Regions from separate parts of the Dromaius novaehollandiae genome. Here region 1 is linked to region 2. The links are chromatin contacts, called in public Hi-C maps. All regions are on one chromosome and are shown on one strand. Each heading gives the region's core, a stretch centred on a gene start, on an enhancer-like site or on the middle of the called end of the contact. The rest is flanking DNA. Distances are from core to core; before and after follow the strand shown.

What was found. Hi-C and Micro-C count contacts between places; a contact is called where the count stands out from the background.
Region 1: a contact with region 2 is called in a Hi-C map of liver, with 5 times the contacts expected there. The contact joins the promoter of MMADHC here to the promoter of RIF1 in region 2. A contact is called at or near these places in 3 of 4 Hi-C or Micro-C datasets (brain, liver and ovary).

What each region holds. Positions count from the first base shown.
Region 1 is chr7:3,036,091-3,042,053 of bDroNov1.hap1, reverse strand. MMADHC (metabolism of cobalamin associated D) reads right to left here and starts at 2,867. Exons shown (of 8, transcript XM_026097598.2): 1 at 2,794-2,867; 2 at 2,526-2,576. The coding sequence starts at 2,534. LOC112981731 (a long non-coding RNA gene) reads left to right here and starts at 2,975. Exons shown (of 5, transcript XR_010389886.1): 1 at 2,975-3,200; 2 at 3,635-3,744.
Region 2 is chr7:2,759,218-2,764,872 of bDroNov1.hap1, reverse strand. RIF1 (replication timing regulatory factor 1) reads left to right here and starts at 3,584. Exons shown (of 34, transcript XM_064514548.1): 1 at 3,584-3,825; 2 at 5,008-5,086. The coding sequence starts at 3,719. TNFAIP6 (TNF alpha induced protein 6) reads left to right here. Exons shown (of 6, transcript XM_026097576.2): 6 at 1-96.

The sequences.
Region 1 (5,963 bases), core at 1,618-4,117, 280 kb before region 2:
GGAAAAAAAACAAAAGCAAGTATTACATACTGCTAGCAAAAATACTAGTTTAAGTACAGCTTCGTAGAATACAGGATAAAACCTCACTCTGTAATTAAAATTGCCATTTATTTATCATCAGTTGTGTTTTTTTTAAGCCAGATTTAAAGTTTTATATATACACATATATTTAGTGTAAAAAAAAAAAAAAAACCCCCAAGGAAGAGCCTCAGAAACACACATTGAAAGGCTCCTCACTTGAGAAAGAAAGCAGAAAAGTTTAAATAGCATCACTGAAATACCAAAGTCTAAACTAAGTCATCGATGCGGAAAAATATTGCACCCAGTATTATTTCCATGACTGTCATAATTCAATAAATCCATGAAGTTAATTATTAAAAAAAACACCTAGAAATAGTATTAGGTCAGTATACACCAATATGCAAGATCTCTAACCTGAGGACTAACACAAATTTGGGTCAATACTCCCACTTCTCAGAATCACAAGTTAAAAAAAACACTACAGACACATCTTGTAGCTTTCATCTAGAAGCAAACATACATGTATACACACATACTTCTTTGCCAGCAAAGTAAACATACCAACAGCTCTGAACTACAGAAGGGATATACATATCAAAACAGGTGGGTATGGCAATTTCAGCTGCTCTATTTTGCACTTGAAATACTATAAATATTTATCATGCGCAAAACTTAATAAGTTAGTGCAAGCAGTGTTATTTAGATTTGCAAACTTGATACATTTACATATTTATAAATGAATATTGCTGCAAACAAATCAGTACCATGGGCAAACTGCCAACAAGCTACAGAACCTTTATGAATTCTACAGTCCTGAAATACATGAGAAAATCTGCTTCATGCCACAGAATTGTGCTGTCAACATAAGTTTCAACTGCTAAGGATCATTCTTGCAGAAGCTGATTCAGCCATTCAGTAAATAGAAAATAATGCAATGCTATCTTCCTGAGCATGCAAATGGTCTCAACAATAATGCTCCAAAGGGCTAGTAGGTTCTCATCATGAAGATTAATTCTGAAGCCCAGTGATGATACCTTAAACAGTAATATAATTATTACTGATTTTTTTTTGCAAAAAATACTCAGTTGATATGATTAAACTGAAAGCCCAATCTATTTTTTGTACTTCACAAATAGGTTGGCAACTTCTATGATGCAGCTACATACACAAAACAGACAAAAATAACCTATCATACACTCAAAATATAGAATTAAAATGTAATTAAAAAAATGAAAGGCTACCGAAAGCTAGCCCAGAACTTTTAATACCCTTGACTGTAGTGTTGCAAAATCATGCACTGCTGCAAAATATAAATCCCACCTGCCATAACACGTGTGCTTTTGCAAGCCTTCGTTTCCCAGGGGAGAAGAAAAAAATCCTTTGAGAAACTAACACAAAGGGTTTTTCTTAAATATCATACTCTTGATTCTATACAAGTTTATGCATATGTTTGCCATTAGATAGGTAAGAAAAAAGGTTACTTAAAAAAGTGAGAAGATAGTACTATTCAAATGCTTAAGGGCTCTTTGAAATATCAGGACCCAGGCCAGTAAGCATCGGCTACTTACATACCATCTGTGCACCAACACACAACATCTAATAAGTTACACTAACTTCATAAAGACTCAAATACATATCCACACATTTGATTTACTGACTTGTACCAAGGATTTAACAGTTGAGGCTTTAAGCTGCCTAGTCACAAAACGACACTAGGTTTAGAAGGCTCTTGAAAGAGTAAACACAATCTGTTGATTCCATTTTAATGTTTTTTTTCCTGCTACATAAAAGCTCTACTGAAACAAAATTTAATGTAGTCATTATACACACGAGATAAAACAGATGTAAACTGAGTTATAGCTGACATATGTAAATACAAAATAAATAAATGATTTTTATACTCAGGGTCACTTAACACACAAATGTTAAAAGTTAATTATAGATCTTAACCATGTTCATGTTGGAAAGCTCAGCTTTCCAAATATTTACATACCTAACATTACACAAGCGGGAAAATACCACTGAAAACAACCAATTATTCATATCTATGTGGCTAGACTAAATCAATAAACCATGTTTTAATCTTCAGTTTGGGTTACCGTGGGTCGATTATATGGTGGTGAACTTTAACATTTCATCTTAACTTAGGATATTAAAAAAATTAGATCCTATTTAACCCGTAACTGGATTACCTACATTATATCCACAGAATTTGCCTTCTAGAATTTAAACGGAAGAAGGAAGATGATCCTCTCCCAGACGGCTTACTTGTTGCTAGTAGTGGTTTTGGTATGACGGAGATTTTCACGAGCCGTTCCCCCATAAACGCTAAGACTTAGAAGCTGCCCAACAGGAAAGAGGAGGAACACCGAGCACCGCCCTCCTCCAGCAGCGCTGTTTCGCCTTCCCGCGGAGACGCGGCGCGGGGGCGGTTTTACAGCCACCCCGGCTCCGCCGGCCGCCGCGGCGCCGACCCCCGGGACGCGGGCATCGCCGTTACTCACGGTGGCCATGGCAGGCGGCGGGCTCCCTCTCGCTTACGCACCCGGCTCCCCCTGGAAGAGAAGCGAGCGCACCGCTGAGGCACCGCCGCCCTCCCGCCCCCGTTTCCACGACGACAGCCTCACAAGGCACCGCGGCGATGCCCGCCCGGCCGCCGCCGAAGCTGGCAGCACGGGGAGCGGAGGGGGAGATGTGGCGGAGAGCCGGGAACGGGAGGTGGCCACAGCCTGTCCCGAGGGAGAGCCCAGCCCGGCGCGGCACTGCCCCTACCTGTCTCCGCTCTTCCTGCAAAATGGCGCCGGGAGCCGTCCCGCCCCGCGTCCGTGAGGGGGGCGTCCCGCCCGCTCCCAGACCTAAGAAGTCAATCCACTAACACCTCGATTAGCAGGGCCGGGCAGCAGGCAGAGACAATCCATCGCCGCCAACCGGCGATTGATTGCTTGGGGCTGAGAGCGAGGGCGGGGGAGAGCCTCCGCTGCGGGGCGGGGGCCCGCCGGGCGCGAGCCTGCCGGCGCTGCGCGAGGGGGCGGGGCGGCGGCGGGGGCCCGCGACCGTTAAAGCCGTTGGAAGGCGGCGCGCGCGGGAGCGGCGCCTCAGAGCGGGTGGGGCGCTTGCAGCGGGAAGCGCTGCGCTGCCAGTAATGTGCTTGTCACCTCGGAGACCATTAAGATAATTTGGTAGTAATGACTTGGTAATAATATTTGTATAGCTGAGCTAGATAGCGTCCTTTTGTGTCAGTAGTGAGGAACGGTTACTGCTCTTAGGCTCTTTGTCTGGTGTTGAACTTCTCGTGTGCCCCAAAATGTTTGAAACTCAGTCCCTCAAACTTTTTAGGGAAGGTATATTTTCTAGTTAGTTGCCTGGTTTTGTAGTATTTAAAATAAAGCTGAGTTTTGAGTCAAAGTTATATTCTCTTTTCAAGTTTGTTAGTTGTTATTCTAATTGTGACTCTCCCAAATCTTAATAAATTCCATTTCAGTTGTATGTGTATTCTCCAAGCCCCATCTGCATTGTTTTACTAGTTTAAGTCAGTAAATACAAGTAGCTTTATCTGTTACTGTGAGAGTTTAGTTTTTCTGAACTGGTTCCCTGGAAATCTCTCGTTTCCCAGCTCACATCTGAGGGTAAGCAGGCCTTCCGTGTCAGATGGGGACTCCCGCAGCGCGGCCTGTGTGCCCAAATGTACTTGCTCCAAGTAAGGAGGCTTCCCTCTTTAATATGGTAAGTCTTTCTTTTTTGTAATTGTTATGCAGACAGGCATAATAAACTACCTCAGTGCAATTCCTGTTTTTGTATTTAAAGGACACTTATGTTTCAGTCAGAGCTTATTTTCTTGGTAGAGCTAAGGGTGCTCATCACTGCAACATATGAAGATTGTTGTTGGAGTTGCTTGGGATTTGGGTACAAAAGTATTAGCTTACATTTACCCGTGTTTATTATTGAGCGGTGCAGTACTCTTTAGAAGCACCAGATGTCAGTAACTTAACATGAAATGTGTGTTTGTGTGTGTGTACATATACACACACATACATAAACTAAAACCCTTAGTTACCACATTTCTAGGATTCAGAAATAGACCAAAGCAGAAAATGAATAAAAGTAGGCATTATTATTGAAGAGAATAAAGGAGGAGACTTTCAGAGACTGAGAAGGCCACTGGATGTGGAGCTTTCCTTAGAAGTTAATGAGAACTAGGAGCATAAATGCTATTTCTGCTAATGGAAATAGTCTTCAAAGTATGGTATGTAATTTCTTCAAATAACTGCTTTACAGAATAGAACATAACCCTTCTTCTTTGGACTAAAGGCTTTCTTCTTTCCCTTTGTTTGGTAATCCACTTTTCCTCCCTGGTTCTGCTTATTGGGGTCTGGAGTGGGCTTGGCTTGGGAAGCAAACTTTTAAAATCAGCTTTTCCATTCTGAGCTAGATTTGCGCTAAGGTAATTCCATGGGCTGTGTTTGTAAAGTTTTGTTAATTTATTTACTTGCTGTTACATAAAATCAATTAACTGCAGAAGTTATTAATGCAAATATGTATGTACACGTTGAACACATTTGTCTCTGTGTTCTGACTGACGGGCCTGGCACTACAAGTCCACTGGAAGTCCTGCTACAGGAGGAGTCGCTCTCCGGTGCCCCATGGCAAAGAGAAGGAATGATAGCTTTAATCCCTGGTACTCACAGTCTGTGGTTGAAGGTGCTCTGAGCTGTGTTTATGGGTGGGTCCTTTTTGCCCCAAGAAAAAGGGAGCTACAATGATAGCTTGTGGTTACTATTGGCTATATATATTCTACTGATCTCCCATCTACAGAATATATATCAAGTATGTATTTTATGTCAGTCAGGCTCAATTAGAATACAGATTCCAATGTCCCATCTGTGTGCGCTTCTTTCAAAGAATTCTACTGCTTTTCCTTTAATATTTCTGAAATCTTTCATATCTTCACAGTTGCATAATCTCTGTTCAGGTTTTCATCCTTTTTTTTAATCTGCCACCTGCAATATGGTGCATTTGTCCTCTCTGGTCTGAAGCGTATTTCTAATAAGAATCTTTTTAGCTCCTTCTTTTTCATCTTTGTGCTTACTTTTTCTACATCCCATTCAAACACTTCACCTTCTCTGTCGTGCCATATGTACCAGCTCCATGACTTCTCATGTGCTACATCTTTCCAGTTTTTCTAATAAAACTATTAAATTTCTAATTCTGAGAGCTTCTTTTGGCCTGTCCTGATTCTGAAATACCTTCCACAGGCACTGTACTGAACAACCTCCTTGTTTTTGTCTTCAAGTTTTCTCCTTTTTGTTTGCCTAGCATAGGTAAACCTTCTCATAATCTATCATTCAGCTTGTTTTACAATACCAATCTATTTGGCAGCAATGGAAAGGTGAAGGGAGAAATCTTTGTAGGTGGCTAAAGACTTCGTATTTTGTTTTCGGATAGCTTTTTCTGCCTTTTCTCAATACTGTGATTTAATTTAGATTATGAGGTCTTTGAGGCAAAAACCTTCCTACTTGTATATGTGAAAAGTGCTGTGCATACTAATGCAACTGTCTAAACACTGAATTAAAAATGCCAAAGGAGAGGTGCTCCAAACTAAATCTTCTTTAAAGCTAATCTAAAGAGCTGTATTGATGTTTCCTTCTGTGGTAGAGGGATTAAGATACTTCTTTCTCATTATTTTTTGCTATTTCTTTGCTGCCTGTTCAGAGCAGTTGATGCTGGTTAAGGAAAGGCAACTTTAATCTCATGCCTTCAAAATAAAATATTGGTTGTTCAGATTCCTCAGTGAATGTGCATGTAGCCTTCAGTTTACTTCAGTTATAAAACATATTTCTGGATGATTTTTTTTTCTTTGCTGCTGGGTTGTTAGCATAAACCAACTCTAAAGGTTTAAATTTGTAATTCAATAGCTAAGAATGAGAACATGAAATTGTTCAGTT
Region 2 (5,655 bases), core at 2,335-4,834:
GAACTGATAAACATAAATCATTCTCCATATGTTTTTAACTTCAGTTTAAATTCCTCAGTCTGAAGTGTCATTAAAGCTACCTCTGTTTTAACCTTGTCCAGAGTTTCCGGTGACTGCTTTTTTATTTTTGCGAAAATTTTCAGATTTTTTATCACTTTTCTTAATTTAAAAAAGTAAATAAGTTTTGAGAGAGTTTTTTTTCTATACTGAAAATTTTCCTCACCCCAAACCAGCTGAAATCTAGTGCCCATTGAGCATCTTCCTGTGAATTTTTTGGTCTGGCACTTTGTGAATTCCCCAGAAAGAGTTTTGTACAATAGGAGGAGAATCTTAAGCTAATCAGTCCTGTCTTTGCTTTACAACATTTTCATTCTCAGTACTTTAAATTGTTTTCAGCTTTGAGCTTTTATTGTTTTAATTTCACTTGGAATATGATTTTGTTTTCTAGTTTAAACAACAGTGTAGATAGCAGATGGCTGGATCAACACACACACAATTTCACTTGCGTAGGTAATGGTGACAGGGCTGGCACATCTCTCTCTTAGCTGCTGAGTAAATAGTGTAGCAGTAAGTCATGACACCATACCACTGGGGAGAAGAGAGGTTTCATTCTTTTAATAAGACACCATATTCTGTTGTAAACATACTACAGTTTTTTTTTCTGGTTTAGTTTGATATTCTGCCAATGAGCTCATGGCGTTTAATATCTTCTGCTTTGACTAGTCCCTCACATGATACTTATCTCTGAAGATAGGTATCTGAAGATACCTGCTCACATTGCAGTCTTGTTTCTATACTCTTGATACTTGCCTAGAAATACTGTATCTGACATCTCTTCAAAATTTTTACTCATGTATGGGGAGAATGACCACTCTTTGTCCAGGCCTTCCCCACCTCCGTTAGTTTCCTTGTTAGTTCAAGGAAATGTATTTTATTTTCTGCTTTTGCAGTAGCCAGCTTTGTGCTTCTCTATGAGAGCAGACCTGAAGCTCAAGCTGCAAGGGTTCAAGACCAGCTTTTGCTGGGTAACCTGACTCCCCTGGTACTCGCAGGAGAACATCTTAGCTATTGCTGAGTTTTAGACCGTGATTGAGGCCATACTTACCTGCTATGTATCTGGCTTTGATCTTCCATCTCTGTAGGAAAATCAACTGATTAAGGTTGAATCTTGCCTATAAGGCAGCCTGCCAGTGGGATATTCAGGCAGGCAGGCAGGTCTCAGACAAGGTTTGCCTGCTCAAAGGCAAATATGGGTATAAGCACTGGGTTTCAGGAATACTTTGCTTTCATGCTGTTCCCAGGACTAGCTGACCCAGGCGGGAATATGAACATGATTACATTGTTGCCAGTAAGTGTCACTGTATTTTTTACAAACAAATAAATAATATGTATTTTTAAATACAGGAAATATTTCTTCTGGGGAAATTCAGATCTTTGGTGTACATGAAAAGTGACAGTGTTTTATACACTCCACTCTGGTTATCTACACTTACCCTTGACTATACTGACATTCCTGTATCGTTCTTTTATCCTTCTCAAATACACTCCAAAATACAATTTCAAATTGCATAACAATGGAAAAGGATGAATTAAGGATCCTGCTAGCAGAAGTTATTGACATTTTTCACATTTTTGAGACATATAAGGAGCAGTGGTAATGACAGGAAAATGGAGAATCAGAAAATCTGACATCTGGAATCTCCTTAAAGTGGGCAGAATACTATAGGTAAAATGCTAAATATCTTAAAAGATTCCCAGTTTTACTGGAAAACAGTATCACAGCTAGAACTGCAGCTACTCTCTCTTTCATTTCAAATACTCTATTCATGCTTCATCCTAATGGGAGGAAACAAAGTTCATATCACTATGTTTAAGGGAATCAAGCTGCACCTAAGATCAACTGGTATTTTTTAATCCTGCCACCTGGTGGACTGAAAAAAAGCTATTCACATGTTCCTGTGAATGTTTCTCTCTAAAATCAGCAGAAGTATTTAGCAACAAGAAGCAAAAAGTCTGGAGAGGACTGTTAGTGTTTTATTTATGGCCTGGGGTTCTTTTGGACTGAGAAGCAACAGGTCTTAAATTGTAACGGAGCAGAAGCAAAACCTGTACAGGAAACATCTACATGTCTAGAAAACCCTCCTGGGACAGTCAGTGGAGTAACATCATTTTAAGAGTTACTTTACAGAACAGACTCCAGATAAGTGTGTCAGAAACCACTACAAAGCCCTGCAGGTGATGAAGAAGGACGACTGAGCAGTTGGTGTAACTGTTAAGGCCTATTTTTATCCCTGAGAAACAAGGTTCCTCTGCACATCCAATTTACTGCCACAGAACTTGAGTTATTTCGTATTACATCCACAAACGCTCTTGATATAAATTATTTCACACACTCGTCGATAACTCTTGTCGCTTTTCTGTGAATTTACCATGATACGGAATGAATCGTCCCTAATAGGTGCTAATGTCTCCTCACCCTGAATCAACTGTTGTGCATCTGCAGAGTCCTACCCTGGGGTGCAAATTTCCTGTTTGTCTGCGTGCCCCCTGCCCTTCCCCGCCACCCAGCACCGGCTCCCTGCTAGCACCGCTTTTAACGCTGCCCTTGCTCAAGTTGACACAGGGAGCCCGATGCTAAAATCCAGGATTTTTGAGCCCAGTGTGCCATAGGAGAGACAGTCTCGGAGGCTGATCAAGCACCTGGAGTCTCAGCCACAGGGACCACACTGACCGCAGGTGAAAAACACCAGCTTTCAGTCACTTTCATGCAATGCTTTATCGCGCAGTCCTACAGGGGAGCTTAAAAACTCAGTGGAAACGTGCCAGGGCACTTTTTGTTAAACTAGCTCTTTTCTGCTTTCTAGAATCCCAGTCCCTCCTGCAGCTGCGGGGGGAGCTCGGCCTCTCCACGGCTGTCCCAGAGACAACCAGAAGCGGCTGTGCTGCTACCCCGTGATCCCGCTTCACAGTCCTCATCCGCCTAGCTAGGTCTCAAGGAACTTTAGGTTTCCGTGGCGCGGAAGCACAAGCCTAACACCCAAGCAGCTCTGGAAAAACCAAGAGATCACTTCTCAGTTACAAACATATATGATTTGCAGATCGAATGCGCCTCTGTGAATGACGCGAGGGCTGAATGCCCGCTCTGAGAGGTGACAGGAGCGGCAGCCAGTCACACACCAGGCCACTCGCTTTAAAAATGGTAATAATAAAAGCGCAGAGTCAGACAAGGCTCGGACTGTGTTTGAGCACCTCGAGCCGAGAGGGCCCGGCAGGCGGTCACTAGAGGAGGACCGCAGAGCGGAGCTGAGGTAAGAGCAGCAGCGCGCCCCGCGCGGCCGCCGACCGTTGGGGCTGGGCAGGCGCCCCTCCCCCTCCCCCTGCCCCGCCTCCCGGGGCGGCCGCGACCAATCGGCGGCGGAGGAGGGGCCCGGCGTGGGGCGGGGCCCGAAAGGCGCGGGAAGCGATCCATCGCTCCGCGCTCCGCGGCGCGCGGGCAGAGACACGTGGTGCGGTGGGCGGGCGGGCGCCGCTCGATGTCCTCCCGGCTCGGCCGCCGGCCCTGCCTCCTCGCGCCCCCATTGGCTCCGGCGAGCGCAGCCCGGATCCGCGCGGCCGCGTCCCGCGCGCCGCCATCTTAGCCCGGGAGACGGCGCGGGGCGTGCGGCGGCTGCGGCACGGGGCTTCCCCCCCCTTCCCGCCCCCCCCCGCCGCCGCCGCCATGAGCGCGCCCGCCGCCGGCTCCAGCCTGCTGCCCCTACTGGAGACCCTGGAGGACCCGGCCGCGCCGCCGGGGGACCTCACCGACGCGCACCTCACCGTCGCCAAGTGAGCGCGGCCGCGGGGGGGAGGGAAGGGGGGCGGCGGCGCCAGCCGGGCCTCGGCCCCCTCCTGCGCCGAGGGGCCCGGCCGGGCCTGGCGCGGCCTCCTGCGCCGGCGGAGGGGAGCGGAGCGGCGGCTGGAGCTGGCGGGGCAGCGCGGAGCCCTGGGGGCCCTTCCCTGCCGCCCATGGGGGTGGGCGAGCGCGGGGGGCGAAGCAGAAACTTCCTCCAGGCGGAAGGAGAAAAACCAACTTACTTTATAGTGTTCTGGTTAGAACTGCTAGAATTGTTTTTTTCTCCCAGTTTTGGAGTGACCGTGTGTCCTCTCAGTTACTTTTTTTTCCCCTAAAGGTACCTGTTAACCCCCAGGTCCCACTTTTATCAGGGTCCTTCACATCTGTTAGCGTGTGCAAGGGCATTATTATCGCTTGCCACGAGCATCTGCCTTGAGTCCCTGTCTTCCTCCTTTCTAGTAGCTTCTTAAGCCATAAGTGCTCAGGTATCAGTGATTCTGCTCACTGTATAACAGTTTGCAGGTTTCTAGTAAAACTGGCCAGAACTAATGCCCCAACTTGGGGATCATACCAGAACAGCAGGAAACTTCTCAGGTTGTCTCTTGGTGATTACAGTGTTAAGCCTGTTTCTTGCAATGTGAAACTGGTTATTAACACTTTATCGGGAAACACAAGCTCTCCTATATAGATGTTCTTCAGACATGTGGGGAGTTTCCACTGTTAGCTGGGAAAGCAGAATCCTTCTACTGTCAGGGACCTGCATTCTAAAGCTTTTTTTGAGTTATGTGCTTTTAGCTTGTTATATTGCTGTGTAAACTGTATTTAATTTTCAGTAGCCACAGAAAGTTTGCCCATTAACTTGTGATGTTTTTATCAAAGATGAGAAAAGATGAAAACCCTTATGTCTTTTATGTTCCATACACAAAATGGGTCATTAGTCATTTTACTTTCTCTAATATATTAGGATATATGTGCATTAAAAATACTGTTTAACTTTTATGGCAGACTAATTATGTGGTGATTAGTGGCTTTGTCCTTTTCCTTTTTAAGGGAAAAAACTGTTCTATAACCACTATTTTTAGACCAGTTAATGGATTGTGTATAAAAGGAAACGTATGTTGATACCACATTTAACTTTTGTGAATATTGCTTATTTTCCTCTCTGCTCCTTGAAGTCGCTTGACTGGTGAGGATGGCAAAGAATTCACTGCAGAAGTCAGAAGACACTTTTCCCGACTTTGCAAGGTGTTGAAGGTATGTCTTTTCCATTAAATTTTCTGCAGTTTATTTTAATGAACAAACCAAAGGTGTGTTTAAGTGGTCATGATACCTGGCCAGTCTAAGACTTGAATTTGAATTCGTGTAATGCTAATTTGAACTAGTGACATGGTAGTAACGCTTTGTTGGTAAATTGTTTCCTTTGTGTTATAGAAATTAGTATAGAGAAATAAATTTGAGAGTCTTGGATGAGTTCATGCTGTGTTGTGCAGTCAAATTTAATTTTCCAGAAAAGGCACAGTGTGTTCTGCCTGTCCTTAGAAACACTTCGGAGAATTGGAATATGAAGTAAATCTCAAGGGATTTGGAATGTAAAGGCTGTTGTTCTAGCCACTTTTTTTTTAAAAAAAAAGTCCTGTTGTAGATATTTAATAACAATTGGAGAGTTAGGTAGTAGTACATGCACAGAAAAGTAGTAAAGGATTTCTGATGTTTAGCACATACTTAAGTAAAGATGTCTAAATTACAGAGAGTAAAAATGTCTTGAGAACCCCAAATTCTTTCAGTAATTTGGGTTGTATAAATAGGGATGGCTTTATTATACC